Linked DNA regions of Mus musculus: regions 2 and 3 are each linked to region 1. The links are chromatin contacts, called in public HiChIP or PLAC-seq and promoter capture Hi-C maps. All regions are on one chromosome and are shown on one strand. Each heading gives the region's core, a stretch centred on a gene start, on an enhancer-like site or on the middle of the called end of the contact. The rest is flanking DNA. Distances are from core to core; before and after follow the strand shown. Region 1 holds the start of Alx1 (ALX homeobox 1). Region 2 holds the start of Ccdc59 (coiled-coil domain containing 59). Region 3 holds the start of Cep290 (centrosomal protein 290).

Region 1 (4,677 bases), core at 740-3,239:
GGTTTTTCCTCCCCACTTGCAGGCCACCCCAGAGAAGGTGGAGCAAGCAACGCCTCGCACTTCGGAGAATGCCCATCTTAGAGCCCTGACTCCCCTTCCGCTAGAGCCCAGGACAGTCCCTGCTTTTCTTTAACCTCCCCCCCCCCCCCCCCCGCACTCTTGGAAGTTCGTCAGTTCATTGTTGATGGTGCTATCTCAAGGCTCCGGAGAAAACAATTAAAAATATCATAGAACCCGTTAAAAGGCAAAACGGTGTCAATTGGTGGTAGCTCAGCAAAGGGTCCGTTCTTGGGGAGGAAATGTGGTGAACCGGGTGAACATGGCTGCTGCTCCTGACACTTTTTCTCAGGTCCTGTCGGATGGAATCTTCATTTTTCACTGGCAGCCCCGCCTTTGGGGCAGTGCTAAGCAACAGTTGTGCAGAACATTGTGCCTGGGATCTTTGCTCGCAAGCTGTGTCCAGGTCGGGCGTCAATGAGGGTCCCACCTGTGGATCGAGGACGAAGAAGAATGTGGAAATTTCCGAACCTTGGCGGACAGACACCCGACTGAAAAGGGCTAGGCCACCCGCAGCGGCGAGGTTACCCGAAGTGACTAAGGCTCTGCTGTAATTGCCAACGTAACCCGGAGAAAAGGGGCAGCCGCTGTGGAAGGCCTCTGTGGTGAGAGAGGAAGGTTATGTCAGGATCGGTGGGCAGAGACCTCCCTTGTCCATAATTTGTAGGGGAGTTTCACCAAATTTGCAAGCTTGGCTGATCTATTGCAAATGGCTTCTTGAGTGTGCCCAAGGCAAGGAACTCTTTTTTTTCCCTCCCCCGCCTCAGACGCCTCGGGCTCCTCAGAAGCTGAAGTGGGGCACAAGGCCAAGCAGAATGGTTTTCATCTCCAAAGCGCCGTTTTACCTTCGCTAGCATCCCGGTCAGCTGGACCAAGGAAGGGTTTTGGGTCCGCAACTGTGAGTCCAACCCCAGTCCGCGGAGCCACTAGCTTCTGCAACACTCTTTTCGAAGGCACCGCCCCAACTCTTGAAACCTGTATATAGTACAACTTTTGTTAAAACACTCTGACCGCATTCATCTCCCAACGCTGTTTTGCGTGATGAGTTCCTCTGACCTCCACTAAGAAAGGGGTTTCAGGGCCACTTGTCTCTATGAATTTTCAATAATAGTAATAATAATAACAACAACAACAACAATACATTTTGTCCTAATGATTCGTGTGGACCAAGAATGAGGTGGTTATTGTTTGGTATTGGTAAAATCAAATATTCAAAGACTCTCCCTCAACCTTCCATTCCGTTAGATGCCACTGCATCCTTACTCCGGTGCATCCGACAGCAAACGAGAAGGCCAGGGCCTTGTAAGGGAGAGCGCTGCGGCCGCCACGACGCCAGCCTTTTAGGTTAGAGGCAACCTCGGCCCCTTTACCTCCAGCAAGCCGGTTAACAGCCGCCGCTGTATCCGGCGTCTTGGGCTCAGATTAATGTGGATCTTCCATGTAAACGATTTACGGATGAAATAAAAGCTCTTTAGAGCAATACTTCCTTTCAAGTTCTTAAGATGCCTCTAAATCTTCTGGGAGTGAGTGGCTGGGGTGGGGGCGGGGTGTACAGCGGGTGTTGGGGGAGTGGGGGTGGGGGGTAGCGGGGGTGGGGGAGATGGCCCGGCAAGGCCTCTGGGAGTGGAGCGTTAACCGCTCTGCGTTCTCACCAGGCTCCTCGGCAATGCCAGTCCCACTGTCGAGGCGACTACGATTCTGGGTGTCCTTGTCTCTCCTGGCATTTGTCTGAAATGGAACTGTCTGTCTGAACTAGGCCGGGGACGCGCCCTACCCTGGGTAAGGAGGGAAGATGGGGGTGGGGTGGGGGAGGAGGGGGCCTGGGGTGGAGTTAGTCCTTGCCTATTTTCATATTCATTAGGACTGGGAGGTTGCCGGAGGAGCCCAGCTGAGTTTCAAGATATAAAAGCAACTTCGGGTGCCCCTTCTGCAGCCGGGACGTATTAAGAGTCTGGGAGCTGGGCAGCTCCTGGCGTCGCAGGTCTCGCTTCCCCTTTCCCTCCTCTCTGACCCTCCCTACTCCCGCCCACTGCTCCCTCCTCCCTCCGCGCCCTCCAGCCTCCGCACGCCCCGGAGAGCTCGCGGACAGCCTTTCCAGGATTATGGAGTTTCTGAGCGAGAAGTTTGCCCTGAAGAGCCCGCCAAGTAAAAACAGTGACTTTTACATGGGCACAGGAGGCGCGTTGGAGCACGTTATGGAGACGCTGGACAATGAGTCCTTTTACGGCAAAGCGACGGCTGGCAAATGCGTGCAGGCCTTCGGGCCGCTGCCGCGAGCGGAGCATCACGTGCGCCTGGACAGGACTTCGCCCTGTCAGGACAGCAGCGGTAAGTCACCAGCACCCCGGCTGACCTCCAGCCCCCAACCCCATCCTAATCCCTACTCCCTAGCGGCCTGACCAGGGCTCCAAACTGAGCCCCAGTCTCAGCCATCCTTCCCCGAAGTGAGGTACGGTGCGGGTCGAAGTAAAGAAATGTGGCAAGAGGAATCCAGATTGCTGGGGACCGGGCGCCGCGCACTCTGGGACTCCCGCAACCGGCCGGGGTCCAGAGCTAAATCCTGCCGGATTCTATTTCACTTTCGGATAGAGTTCACAACTGGACAAGAAGGATCTGACCAGGATCACAGTGTAGGTTAACAGGACTCCAAATAAGTCATAATTGAGTTAAAATACCGCACCACCGCTGTGAACCCTCCAGGATGCCGGGGCTCGGGGATGTGAAATCCATCACTAGATGTCATAGTGGTCAGGAAAACCAAAATCTTTGAGCTCTTTTATGTGTGCATGAGTGGGAAGCTACGAAACCGTTTTTAATGTCCTAGGAGTGACGACATTTTTATTGTATTTCTCTGTTGCTATATATATATTAGCTTGTGTGAACTTAAGTTTCTGCCGATTTTCTTTACTTCTTTATTGCGTTTGTGATGAGCAAACATACATTTTGGTAAAAAACCTAATCATTTTAGCTTTTGGGCAAAGCATTCCGGATAAAAACCACTCACTTGGGGATTCTGCATTGTCTGTTTTTCTTCTTCCACATAAAATGTCACCTAAGGAGCCTTTCGGAGTGTTTCTGGACAGAATCTTCAACTCTGAATGCCAGACTATCTCCAAGTCAAAATGTTATCAAAACAAACCATCTATCTTTTTCTATCTTGTAGCCCAGTGCAATCCCTATCATTTCACATCCCGACAGTTAAAACAGGTTTATGATTCTAAGAGGACTTTTCCTTATCATGGTGTATACGCCGCCCTTAAATGGCAAGGAAAGAAGCGGGGCGCTTTAAAACAACAAACGAATTAAGTGTGAAATATTTACAACAAGCCACCGCCCCCTATTTTAATGGAGGTTCAAAAATCTGGCAAGACCTTTTCACTTTCGGGAGCTGATTCGCACAACACTCTATACAGATTTTAAACGAATCTCACATTCTACTCGTTTTATTCAGTGCAGAGGGCGACTTTTGACTTGGCCGGTTAGAACAAAAAATGCACATAATAAATGCCCGTGTTTTTTTTTTAGTGGATTTCAATCGTTTATTTGGAAAGACTGGAACAACCAATATTACATACAAGAACTTTTTGGCTTCCTGGCTTCATTTCGGTGGTGTTAAGTGTTTTCGGCTCTCTTAGATGCGTGCCTGAAGTTATTTGAACTGACAGGATTTTTACAAATGGTTTTGTAGTGGCCTGCGTTAACTGCTAGAGAAACCCCACCGTGCTTTAAATTGTCGGGGAAAAGGAAAAGAGGAATGGTGATTGGTTTGGAGTGCTTCATTTACTTTTAAATGTTCATCACCCTGTTGGGAAGAATTTTTAACTGGAAAATATGGAATAAAATGAACAAGGATGGTTATCGGCTACGTTGAAGAAAAAGCGGTCTTTCTCCAGTCCTGCCCCCAGCGTCTTTGCGGCTTCCCCTCCCCCCTCTAATTGCCGCAGTTCCCGGGTTTTAACTCTTGTCTGCGAAGACAAAACCTTATTGTTGATCAGTCATAGCTGTCTTCATATTTATTTTTACAGCACATCCTCCTTTGCATAAAATCGATGTGCAATATATGTTATGTAGACAATAAAATTCAATGTATTCGTGGAACACATAAAAAGGTTCTTCAAACAGTTAAGAGGAATCCCCCTCCCCCCCACCACCCCCCACCCTCTTTTAAAGAAGCAAATAAGAATAGATGAGTCCTGGGAAATCACTCTTCTGGTTGGGTTAACTTTGTTTTTCTTACAAAACAACGACAACAACAACAACAACACAAGCCCAAACTGCACTATTTCCTTATGTTCGTTGTATCTGTCTGTAAATTTTTATGATGCAATATATGTTTCCTGTCATGCTGCAAGCTTGAACTCCGATCTCAAGTAAATTATTAAAATTGACATAACTCTTGACAGAATGCAAACTGTTGTTTTAAATTTTATCTTGTTTATTTTTGTATTTTTGTGCTTTTCATTTCTAAGCGTACCTAGAGTAAACAATATATATATATATATATATATATATATATATATATATATATATATATATATATTGTCCTAACTATGCACTAGTTAAACGGAAGTATAAAGTCTTCAAGGAATGGAAGTCGTTTTTAATGTAAAGAAATGTATT
Region 2 (4,677 bases), core at 627-3,126, 2.8 Mb before region 1:
ACTATCCTTTCTATCATAGTGGACACTGGTATACCACTATGGAAAGTCTGGCTTTATAAGCCAAAGTGGCAATGGCTACACATCTGCATTGTTTTTCTAGTATCTGGTTATGTTGCCCATGCTGGCCTGGGACTGGGAATTGTCTGGACTCAGGTTCCTAAATGTTGGGCTTCCAGATCTACAACATCAAACATAGTCCCCCACCCCCAAATTAAGATGCACACATTAATACTGCGCTTAATTACGGTCCAATTATATTACATGTTCTTGAGAGGCTGCAATTCAAAACTCAGATCTCTTAATTCTCATTTCCTATTTTCGACATCTCTGCTCAACTAGCCTCTTTCAGTCATTTAACACTAAGTGGGGAGACTCCATGAAATACCATTACATGACTTGAAAAAAGTGCTAAGAAAAATCCTGATTCTTACAAATTTTTCCCTGTGTCGTCAGTAAAACATTCTTTACATTTAAAGTGAGGAATTTCTGAAGACGGAGGTGCTTACCTTCCTGTGTTCAGCTCTTCTGGCTGTGGCTGGTGACCACCTGGCGGTTCTTCAGAGGAAGTCTGCTCAGTGCTGCCCTCCTCTTCAGGCAAAGGCCGGTCAACCTGTTCTTCTGACAAAGCCAGGCCAGCCTTTCTTTGCTGTTTTCTGAGTCTTTCCTCTTCGGCCAGATAGAGGTGTTTCAGGTGCTCTGGGTAACGATCTGTGAACTGGGACTCCTGTGACGCTGGTGCCTCCTTCACCTTCCACAGCAATTTCTTGTAATTTTGCTGGATCTTCAGTTTTCTCCGAAATGCAAAACCTTGTCCTAACATTGAAGGATTTCAGTTACAATTACTTTAACAGAAAATGAAAACTAAATATTTTTTTCTTTTACTTTATATTCAAATGAGAGAATTACTTGGCTTTGCTTTAAAGATAAGGTTAGGCAACCATTTAATGGTACACTGAAGAGCAAGGTGGCCCTTTACCTAAATATAAGGGTAACAGCGAGTTGTCAGACATCACATTAAAAACTCTAAGTACAGTAAACTAAACTTTACTGCTCACCTTGAATTTAGACTCATATCCACAAATTACATTTTATTTAATCCACATACAATCTCACTTGGGTCTTCAGTAAACACTTAATAAATAAAGTAGAGTAGTCTAGTATTTTTCCCTTGGAGGATCTTACTAATCACTTATTTTCCAAAACACAACACAAAACAAAAGGGGGAGGTACTGTACAACTTTCTGAACACCTGTCGATTATTCTTAGATCGAACAAAAACCACTTAAGCATCTGACATGCAACGAGAGGCCTTCAAAGACAAGACATCGAATCGAATCTAAGGAAGGCAGCAGTATGAGACTGGAGGGCTACTGTGGTGTCTTTTGGTTATCAAAGCTTTGGGGCAGAGTATTTTAATGTAATATTGTATCTATATTACATACTTGCTGTAGTAGAGATGCAAGTATGTCTGGGTGCTTCTTAGCCAAGCGCACCTCTAGACGCCCCGTGTCTTCGCTTAGACCTGAGATCTGCGTTAAATCACTGAAGCTGACCGCACCGTCCGGTTCTCAGTCAAAGGACTGAGAAGCTCTCGGACTTGGCGAGCTTAGGAACGGCTTCCCCGATCTCAAGCCGGATCCCATCCTACTCCCTCGACTTCGGCGGGCCCGAGCGCTCCTCCACGGCTGTCCCTCCTTACCCTTGCGCACGCTCCCCCGGAAGGCTTGCTGGGGGTTCGGCCGCCAAGTCCTGCGCTTCCCATTCTGGTTTCCGAATCTGACCTGAGAGATCCCTTCCCCACGCGCCGCAAACCCTCCGGTCCGCCACTTGGAAGACGGCCGCGAAGGCGCCATCTTTTTCCACGGTGGGAGTTCCTGGAACGCCAGTGGACGCCGACCTAACACGTCACGAGGCGGAAGCAATCAATCGCCCAACCCGGCGCGTGCTCGGAGCTCGACTGCCTCAGCCTGAGCCGCTTCCGGCGGGGAAGAGAGGGGTCGCGCGGCCATGTTGGCGCCACCTGCAGCCCCGGAGGATGAGCGTCATGGCGGCGGCCTGCCCTCTGCCCAGGACCCCGGACCTGCCCACGCTGCACGACAAGTTACAGGGCTTGCTGAGCTTCCTCAGGGGCGCCCTGGCCATTTCCAGCGCGCACACGGTGGACTTCTACACCAAGTCGGTCTGGCAGGAGCTGGTCGACCTGCCCCCTGAGAGCGTGCTGGCGGCGCTGAGGGAGTCGGCGGTGGAGGCCGAGCCGCGCGAGGCAGAGACGGGATCAGGTGACTGGCGGGGCGGGCGGGGCGGGCGGGGCGGGGGCTGTCAGCGCGCCCCCTGGTGGAACTCGGCGGAAGTGGCAGGGACTTGAAGGATGCTGTTACCTAGGAGATGAATTGGAGGGAGCTGAATAGCGAGGATGGATGGAGACGGGCGGGGTCCCCTCTGGGTTCTAATCTGGGTGTTGGTCAAGTTCCACAACTTAAAGTAGTCAACCCGGGGAAGAGGCGTTCCTTCATTTATTGATTCAACAATTTAGTTTTGAAAACATCTAAAGGCTGTGTGATGATCAATACAAAGTAGAAGTGGACTTGGGGGACCAATAAGAGCCAGTTCCTACTCGGCACAAGGTATCGTGGATTAGGATGGTGATAGTGAAAGCTTTGAGTGCTCGCTAGTTAATTTGAAAACACACCTTTAATTCCCAGCACTTGGGAGGCGGAAGCGGAGGCAGGCAGATTTCTGAGTTCGAGGCCTGCCTGGTCTACACAGAGAAACCCAGTCTCGGGGAAAAAAAGAAGAAGAAGAAGAAGAAAACTGTATTTTCAATATCAGTTATGCACCCTGGTGTTTTCTAGGCTCTGGAGTTTGATACCCGCAAGAAACTTAGATTCTACCAACTTAGATTCTATTCTGGAAATAGAGGAACAGGAACAGTAGCAGCTACTGGAATTGCTTGTGCTTTGCTTCCAGGTGTTCCAGATGTTGTCAGCATTAGTGAACTTACTTAATCACTGAAGCAGCCTGTAAATGCAAAGTGCCCCGGGGGCGGAGGTAGGGGCCATGGAGGGGGGGGGGTTATAATGGTAGAACTTAAGACACATTGGTTCTTGGGCAATAGTTCCTGGTTGTTGGAAAGTTAGACACCCTTTCAGTTTGCTCCCATAGTATTCTGCGTTGATAACCTGGTACATAAACTTGTAGAAAGCAGGAACCGTATTTGCCTTAACCAGGATTCCAACGTGTGGGAAACTATTTGGCATACATTAAGTACTCTATAAAATATTTGTTGAAAAAAAGTGACTCTTGTTGGCTTTCAAAAAGAAAAAAAAAACGAAGAAAATACAAGAAAACAAAACTTTTAAGTGCAGAGCAAACCTTTGTTTAACTTTGTCTCTTCCTGATGGGCTATTACCTTATATATACTAATAGCTTGATTCATTGGTGCCTATTGTATGTTCTGCAGTTTGCTTTTGCTAAAAGTTTTTTTTTCCTGTTTCCTCTGTGTGTGTGTGTGTGTGTGTGTGCAAAAGTCTGAGTACCAATTCAGAGACTAGACTCTGGACGTGATAACTTTTTGAGTTTTATGAATTCCCAGCTGTTTTTTGAGCTGACTTATTGGAAGCAGTCCTTCGGATTTTGTCATCTAGTTCTGTGAAGAGACAGCATGGTGCGATGCAGGCAGACATGGCTGGAGAAGGAGCTAAATAAGGGCCTTACATCTTTTCTTTTTTCTTTAAGATTTTTTTTTTCTTTTCCTGATTACACTGTAGCTGTCTTCAGACACACCAGAAGAGGGCTTGGACCCCATTATAGATGCTTGTGAGTCACCATGTGGGGACTGGGAGTTGAACTCAGAACTTGTGGAAGAGCTCTTAACCGCTGAGCCATCTCTCCAGCACTGAGGGCCTACGTCTTGATCCTCAGGCTGCGTGACGAGACTCTGCCGTTAGGCCTCGGGTGAGCTGCTGAGACTCAGAGTCCACCCACGAGTGACACAACCTCCAGCAACCAAGTCCCAACTACTTCAACAGAGTCAAGTCTAGTAATGCCACTCCCTGTAGGCAAGCATTGGAAGACATGATCTGTGACGCCTTTCCTGTTCAATCTACCACAAGCTCTTTCTAAACTTGTGAGGAAATCCAGCAGTGGAAGAGGTTAAGCAAATTCTACATCCCAGGGGAGATCACAGACCTCAGCAATTGTACAAAACGATGCAAATTTAAGCATTCCTTCTAACTGGGATTTTGTTCTCATTTCTCTCATTTACAGCAGTTTAAGAATTAATTTTTTATAGTCTTTCTAGATGAATACAAGAAAATCCTATGTGTTAAGCATTGACCAGAGGATACGTTAGGTGATATGCACATGTATGTGATGTGATGTGTATGAACATGTATGTGATGTATATGCATGTATATGTGATATGTTGTATATGTATATGTATGTGATGTATATGTATGTGATGTGATATATATGTACGTGTACTTGGTGTGATGTATATACATGAGAATGTGATGTATATGTGTATAGATATATGTGTGTGTGTATAATGTGATACATATATGAGATGCAGCTTTTGTTTTCTCAAATCTAGTTGTTTGTGTGTCTCAAATCAGCTGTCAACATTTTAAATCCTTCTTAGCATATAAAGGGCATTTTTATTATTTTGAAAATTTTGTG
Region 3 (4,677 bases), core at 1,019-3,518, 2.5 Mb after region 1:
TCGTCTGACTGTGGATGTTGACAGGGTGTGCAGAAAATGTCCCCCTAATGTTTATGGCTCCCTTATAGAGACTACTCCTACTGAGATTTGATAAATCTGCCTCCCTATTCAACAGCAGAAACCCTGCCTTCATGTTTATCTGTATGCACTCACTCGACTTTATGTTCAGCTATGCAACAACTCCACTGCTCTGGTCAAGTGGATATAATACAGACAGTGAGCTTCTGGGGTGGGGCAGTTGCTCCATTAGAGAGCCTGGTCCAACCGAAAACAACTGTTCTAAGTGTCTGTGTGTTTTCTTTTCTTCACCCCCTACCACAGCACTCAGGCCAGTACCTGGAACTGCACAAGGATGTAGCATCTTTCAGTATAAATTGAATACATATGTTATAGAATAGGATAGATTTTATACTGTCTAATAAGTAATGGAACCACAGTAGTTTTTTCCCAAGACATTTACCAAATTTTGCTTGTTCTTCTCCAGCCTTTTCAACTTCTTCCAAAGCGAGCTCTACTTCCTGGGCTTTCATCTGAACATTAAAACGAGAGGGGAAGAATCTGTATTATTTACACTGTAATGTAAACAGTGGGAATGGAAACTGTGTGGAATTTGCTATCTCAGTCTGTAGTGTGTACGATGACTAACACACAGAGACAGTCAGTAAATAGTTGTTGAATAAATACATAAGGCTAGAAATTCCAGAATGGCAAGACTTTGAATTATATCTGATTTTTCCGTTAAACTTTATAGCCATTACTTAAAATGTTTTCAATATCTTTTTTACTATCCCAATTGTTATTATTAATAAATTTAGTAATTCCTTCTTATAATTGGAACTAATCAGCTCTCATCCCTTCAGTCTATACAACACATTTAATGTTGCCTTCATAAGTACATTTCTTTACCAAGTATGATTTAAAAACCTTTATTCCCTTCTAAAATGCTGATAACCAAAATATACTCTCAAACTCTTGAACAGTATATCCCAAATTACTGGCCCCAAATATTTTTCTATATGCTTTTACCTTAATGTAAAGAATACATATTCTTTCTCAGTATTTATTTATGAAGAATCTAGAATCCTCTTATCATTTCATGTATAGCTTATAGGGGAGAGATTTTGTATTTTATTTGACCATATGATTCTTTATGACTCTTTATGTTTCTCCTAAAAAATATTTCTTTTCCTACACACTCTTTCCTACAAACCTTCATTAGAGACTGGGTAATTCTGAATAGATGTATCATGTTTTCTTGGTCTTCATTTTTTAGTTCATTTACTTCCACCTAAGGAAACAAACACACAAAAAATGGACTATTTCATACCCTGCACATTAAATACAAGCACTCTTCCAGTTATAGCATTCAATGATTTCAAGAAGCAATTTCAATTCATGACATTGTACATCAGGCTCTGTGTACAAATCATTTATTAAGTACCTTGGATAAAGATATCAATAATTTATCTGCTAACTCTTCTTGCCGTGGCAGGTCATCTGGATCAACTTTGATTAATTCTTTCCACTTTATATTAGGTGGCATCTTGAATTCTTTCACTGTCTCTCAGCCTCTACAAAGAAGCAGGTGGATTTTAGCATTTTCAAGGAAAATGGCCTTGCAGTGTTTACATGATCATGAGCGGTCTTACTTAACTCTCTAGGTGCTGGCTAAGAGCTATGGCTCCTGAACTGCAAAACAGATGCAGAGGCAAACAGCCTCGACGAAAATTAGTTCCCCTGACACAGGCTATACGATAATGTACACGCTAAATTATTATTTTCTTGCTAAGACGAATTCGGAGCTAAAACCCCGAGGCCCCTTTTCCAAGTCCCCTACCATCAATGATGGTACCAACTCCCAAGATGTTTGGAAGTTTTTGAAAACCTTCTGAGGAAAGGGGACCAGAGGATTTTTAAAGTAGATAAAAAGACTGAGCTAAATGAAGTGTTTGCGGAATCAAGCTCAATCAGGGAGGCCGAGACGACACTGCAGACAAGAGCGACAGAGGTCTGGATAGGTAGGGCTGCACCCTGTCCCTCGGGATTACGATCCTGTGAACGACACTAAGCGGCTCCGGCTCACGAGGATCCACCCACCGAAACCAAGACCTGCCACCAGCAGCAGTCACTCATCTACAGCGACCACCTCCGGGTTCGGCCACCGCCCCGGCCTCACGCTTCCCAGAGCGGTCCTCGCGCACTCAGGCTGCTCCCGCCAACTCTTCCCGACCGAGCCGAAGCGGCGCCGGCTGCTAGGCGACACCACTCCCCGCCCCCCAGCCTGCCAAGACCGGAACTAGGCCCCGGGATACCTGGGAAGACTACATTTCACGACCCTGGAAAAAGCTTTACGGCTCTATTTCCCCTCCAAGCCCTCCTTACTGTGGATGAGGGAGAGCCGTGAGATGAGGACTCTACGTCCCAGAGTGCAGTTCGGCGTCGCGGCTGTGCATCCTGGGATTGGAAGTTTTTGGGAAGAGCGGCGCGTTCCCGGCGTGCAATGCGGGAGTCTGCGGCCGCCCTGGAAGAGCTGGGGGAAGGCTCGGGAGGCGGGAGGAGCGGCTGCTAAGGTGCGGCCGCCCCGGAGTCCGAGCGTGGCAGGCTATGACTGTGTTTTCTGCGGAGTCCTTCTCCGGTCCACCATCCCAGAAGCTTTCCTGAACCGTCTCCTGGCGGAGCCGCCCTCAGGTGAGGTCGGGGCGTGTCAACCCACAGCCAGGAGTAGCTCAGGGAACCTTTGCGTTTTTAGGGAAGCGCTAGCTTGGGGCTGCCGAAGGGCTGGCGGATCTTGCAGAGGTTTGGGAAAGAGTCCTCCGGCTACTCAGGTAGGTGCGAGGGGCTCCCAGTTAGTGGCTTCCCTAAGAGGGGAGTCAATAAAAGTTTCCAGCCTCCTTGGTGTCTGGGAAAGTGGAGCGCCCCCACCCCCACCGCACCCCCTGAGTTCACGCTCTGGTTGAGTGAAGAAGGAGCGTCAAGATGGGGCAGCCTCCTGCAGCAGCTTGCGGATTGTAGTGCTTATTAGGTTAATAAGAGTGGAGTGAAGGCCAAGGAAAGAGGAGCCTTAGTGCGCCCAAGGCTCTTAAGCCGGGCTGGAGGGAGGGAGGAGGGCCATGCCAAGCGATGGCATTTTGCTGTCATTTGCTGGGTACCAAGGGAGTTCTTGGGGGAAAGTGCCTTCTCCTTCTCAGATGTTAATCTTCTTACTCAGGGAACTGTTGCCAAATGCACAGCTATTCTACACCAGCAGGTAACTTTAGGAGCTGTAAGCATCTATTTGAAAGAGTGCGTCTCGTATATATGTATGAATGTATGTATGTATGTATACGTGGATAGATATATAAGGTACTTATACATATCATACATAATAGATATTAAGTAATTAAAAGAAAAATGTAGACAGTTACATTTTTCTTTTGAAAAGATTTCTGCGGTTGAGAAAAACAAATAGCACAAAAAAATGGTATTTGAAACAAATTTTAAAGACGTTCTTCAGATTTGTAGGCCTGATTGCAGTGTTTGCTTTATTTCTAAATACTGTTTAGTTTTGGAATTATTCTTTGTGGAGATACAGCAGTATTATCCGCATTGTCCATCTAAGAGATTGAAGCTCGGAGAGGTTAAACGCTGTTTTCTTATTTAATGTGATGAACACAATCATTCATTCTACAAGCTAATGTTTGTGAAATGCGTGATATAGTTGCACTTCCCAGTTTCTCTTTTAAACGTTAATACTAAGCTTTACTTGTGTTTTGCACATTTAATTTTATGGCTTCATTTACTCAAGAGTTTGAATTATTTTTCCTGTTCATTTTGTCAGTAGTACTAAGAAATGAGACTAGTATTTATTAAACACATGTAATATGTTCACTAGTATACTACCTTAAGAATTTGCTGTTTTTAATCACAATACCTTGATTTTTTTGTATGATTTTAATACATATTTTCTATTACTCATTTACTATTTTTGTGTCATTTTATTGGTCTCTCCACCCCTGTTTCTCTTCATGTTCGTAATATCTTCAAGTAATAAATTGTATTCTCTTCAGAAGGGAGAAGTTCAAAGTCATTTATTAGTAACTGATGAAGCTAGGATTGTATATCTCAGTGAAAGTAACAACTTAAGTATATTCTTTATTAAATTCCATTCTGTAACTTAACGGTATTTTTGAGCTAATACGCTTTTCTTGGTATAAGAATACTGCAGGAAACAAATTATATTATGATCCAGGTTTTTATATTGCACTTACCTGTGAGTCAGGGCATTTAACTGAAGTTCTGGTTCTGCAGGTTGCTATATAATTTTCAAATGGCTAAGATAATTTTTCTTCAGAATTTCTCCATTTTTCAAATTTTTCCAAGAGCTGGTTTGTATGTGACAGTTCTATCAATAGCCTTGTTGCTGGAGCACTTGCCTGGACCTGTGTTCTATCTAGCCTGGGCTTGTATGAAGAGCTTTATCTAACCCAAATCACTTTGTGACAAAGCCCTGCCTCTTGTAATTGTTACCTCTGTTCTCTGTACCAATGGACTTAAATTCATTACCTGTCCTTTGCTGATTTCCTGAGAATCATACTGCTCTAATGTTTAAAATGTTGCATGACCATAAGAAGTGTATTAACTGAGGTATAGAGTAAAGGTGTTTATCAAGATTTTATTTTTCAAAGGACCTTCATGTTC

What was found. Promoter capture Hi-C pulls out the DNA fragments that hold promoters and counts their contacts. HiChIP or PLAC-seq counts read pairs in DNA pulled down with a chosen protein or histone mark.
Region 2: a promoter capture Hi-C map of second pharyngeal arch cranial neural crest shows a contact between it and region 1, with 8 times the contacts expected there. The contact joins the promoter of Ccdc59 here to the promoter of Alx1 in region 1. A contact is called at or near these places in 3 of 39 promoter capture datasets (cranial neural crest, hippocampal neurons and second pharyngeal arch cranial neural crest) and 1 of 115 datasets of contacts at active chromatin or transcription factors (astrocytes).
Region 3: a contact with region 1 is called in an H3K4me3 HiChIP or PLAC-seq map of embryonic forebrain, with 12 times the contacts expected there. The contact joins the promoter of Cep290 here to the promoter of Alx1 in region 1. A contact is called at or near these places in 4 of 39 promoter capture datasets (cranial neural crest, frontonasal cranial neural crest, hippocampal neurons and 1 more) and 1 of 115 datasets of contacts at active chromatin or transcription factors (embryonic forebrain).

What each region holds. Positions count from the first base shown.
Region 1 is chr10:103,026,089-103,030,765 of GRCm38.p6, reverse strand. It overlaps Alx1 (ALX homeobox 1), which reads left to right and starts at 1,989. Exons shown (of 4, transcript NM_172553.4): 1 at 1,989-2,385. The coding sequence starts at 2,160. Gm34298 reads right to left here and starts at 1,781. Exons shown (of 4, transcript XM_006514426.1): 1 at 1,710-1,781; 2 at 1,428-1,565; 3 at 903-1,032; 4 at 1-657. The coding sequence starts at 1,781. The coding sequence ends at 191.
Region 2 is chr10:105,838,678-105,843,354 of GRCm38.p6, reverse strand. Ccdc59 (coiled-coil domain containing 59) reads right to left here and starts at 1,876. Exons shown (of 4, transcript NM_025602.3): 1 at 1,700-1,876; 2 at 507-813. The coding sequence starts at 1,853. It overlaps Mettl25 (methyltransferase like 25), which reads left to right and starts at 1,975. Exons shown (of 12, transcript NM_207522.2): 1 at 1,975-2,279. The coding sequence starts at 2,036.
Region 3 is chr10:100,485,173-100,489,849 of GRCm38.p6, reverse strand. Cep290 (centrosomal protein 290) reads right to left here and starts at 2,268. Exons shown (of 54, transcript NM_146009.3): 1 at 2,098-2,268; 2 at 1,442-1,571; 3 at 1,211-1,288; 4 at 461-530. The coding sequence starts at 1,543. It overlaps Tmtc3 (transmembrane and tetratricopeptide repeat containing 3), which reads left to right and starts at 2,503. Exons shown (of 14, transcript NM_001110013.1): 1 at 2,503-2,688.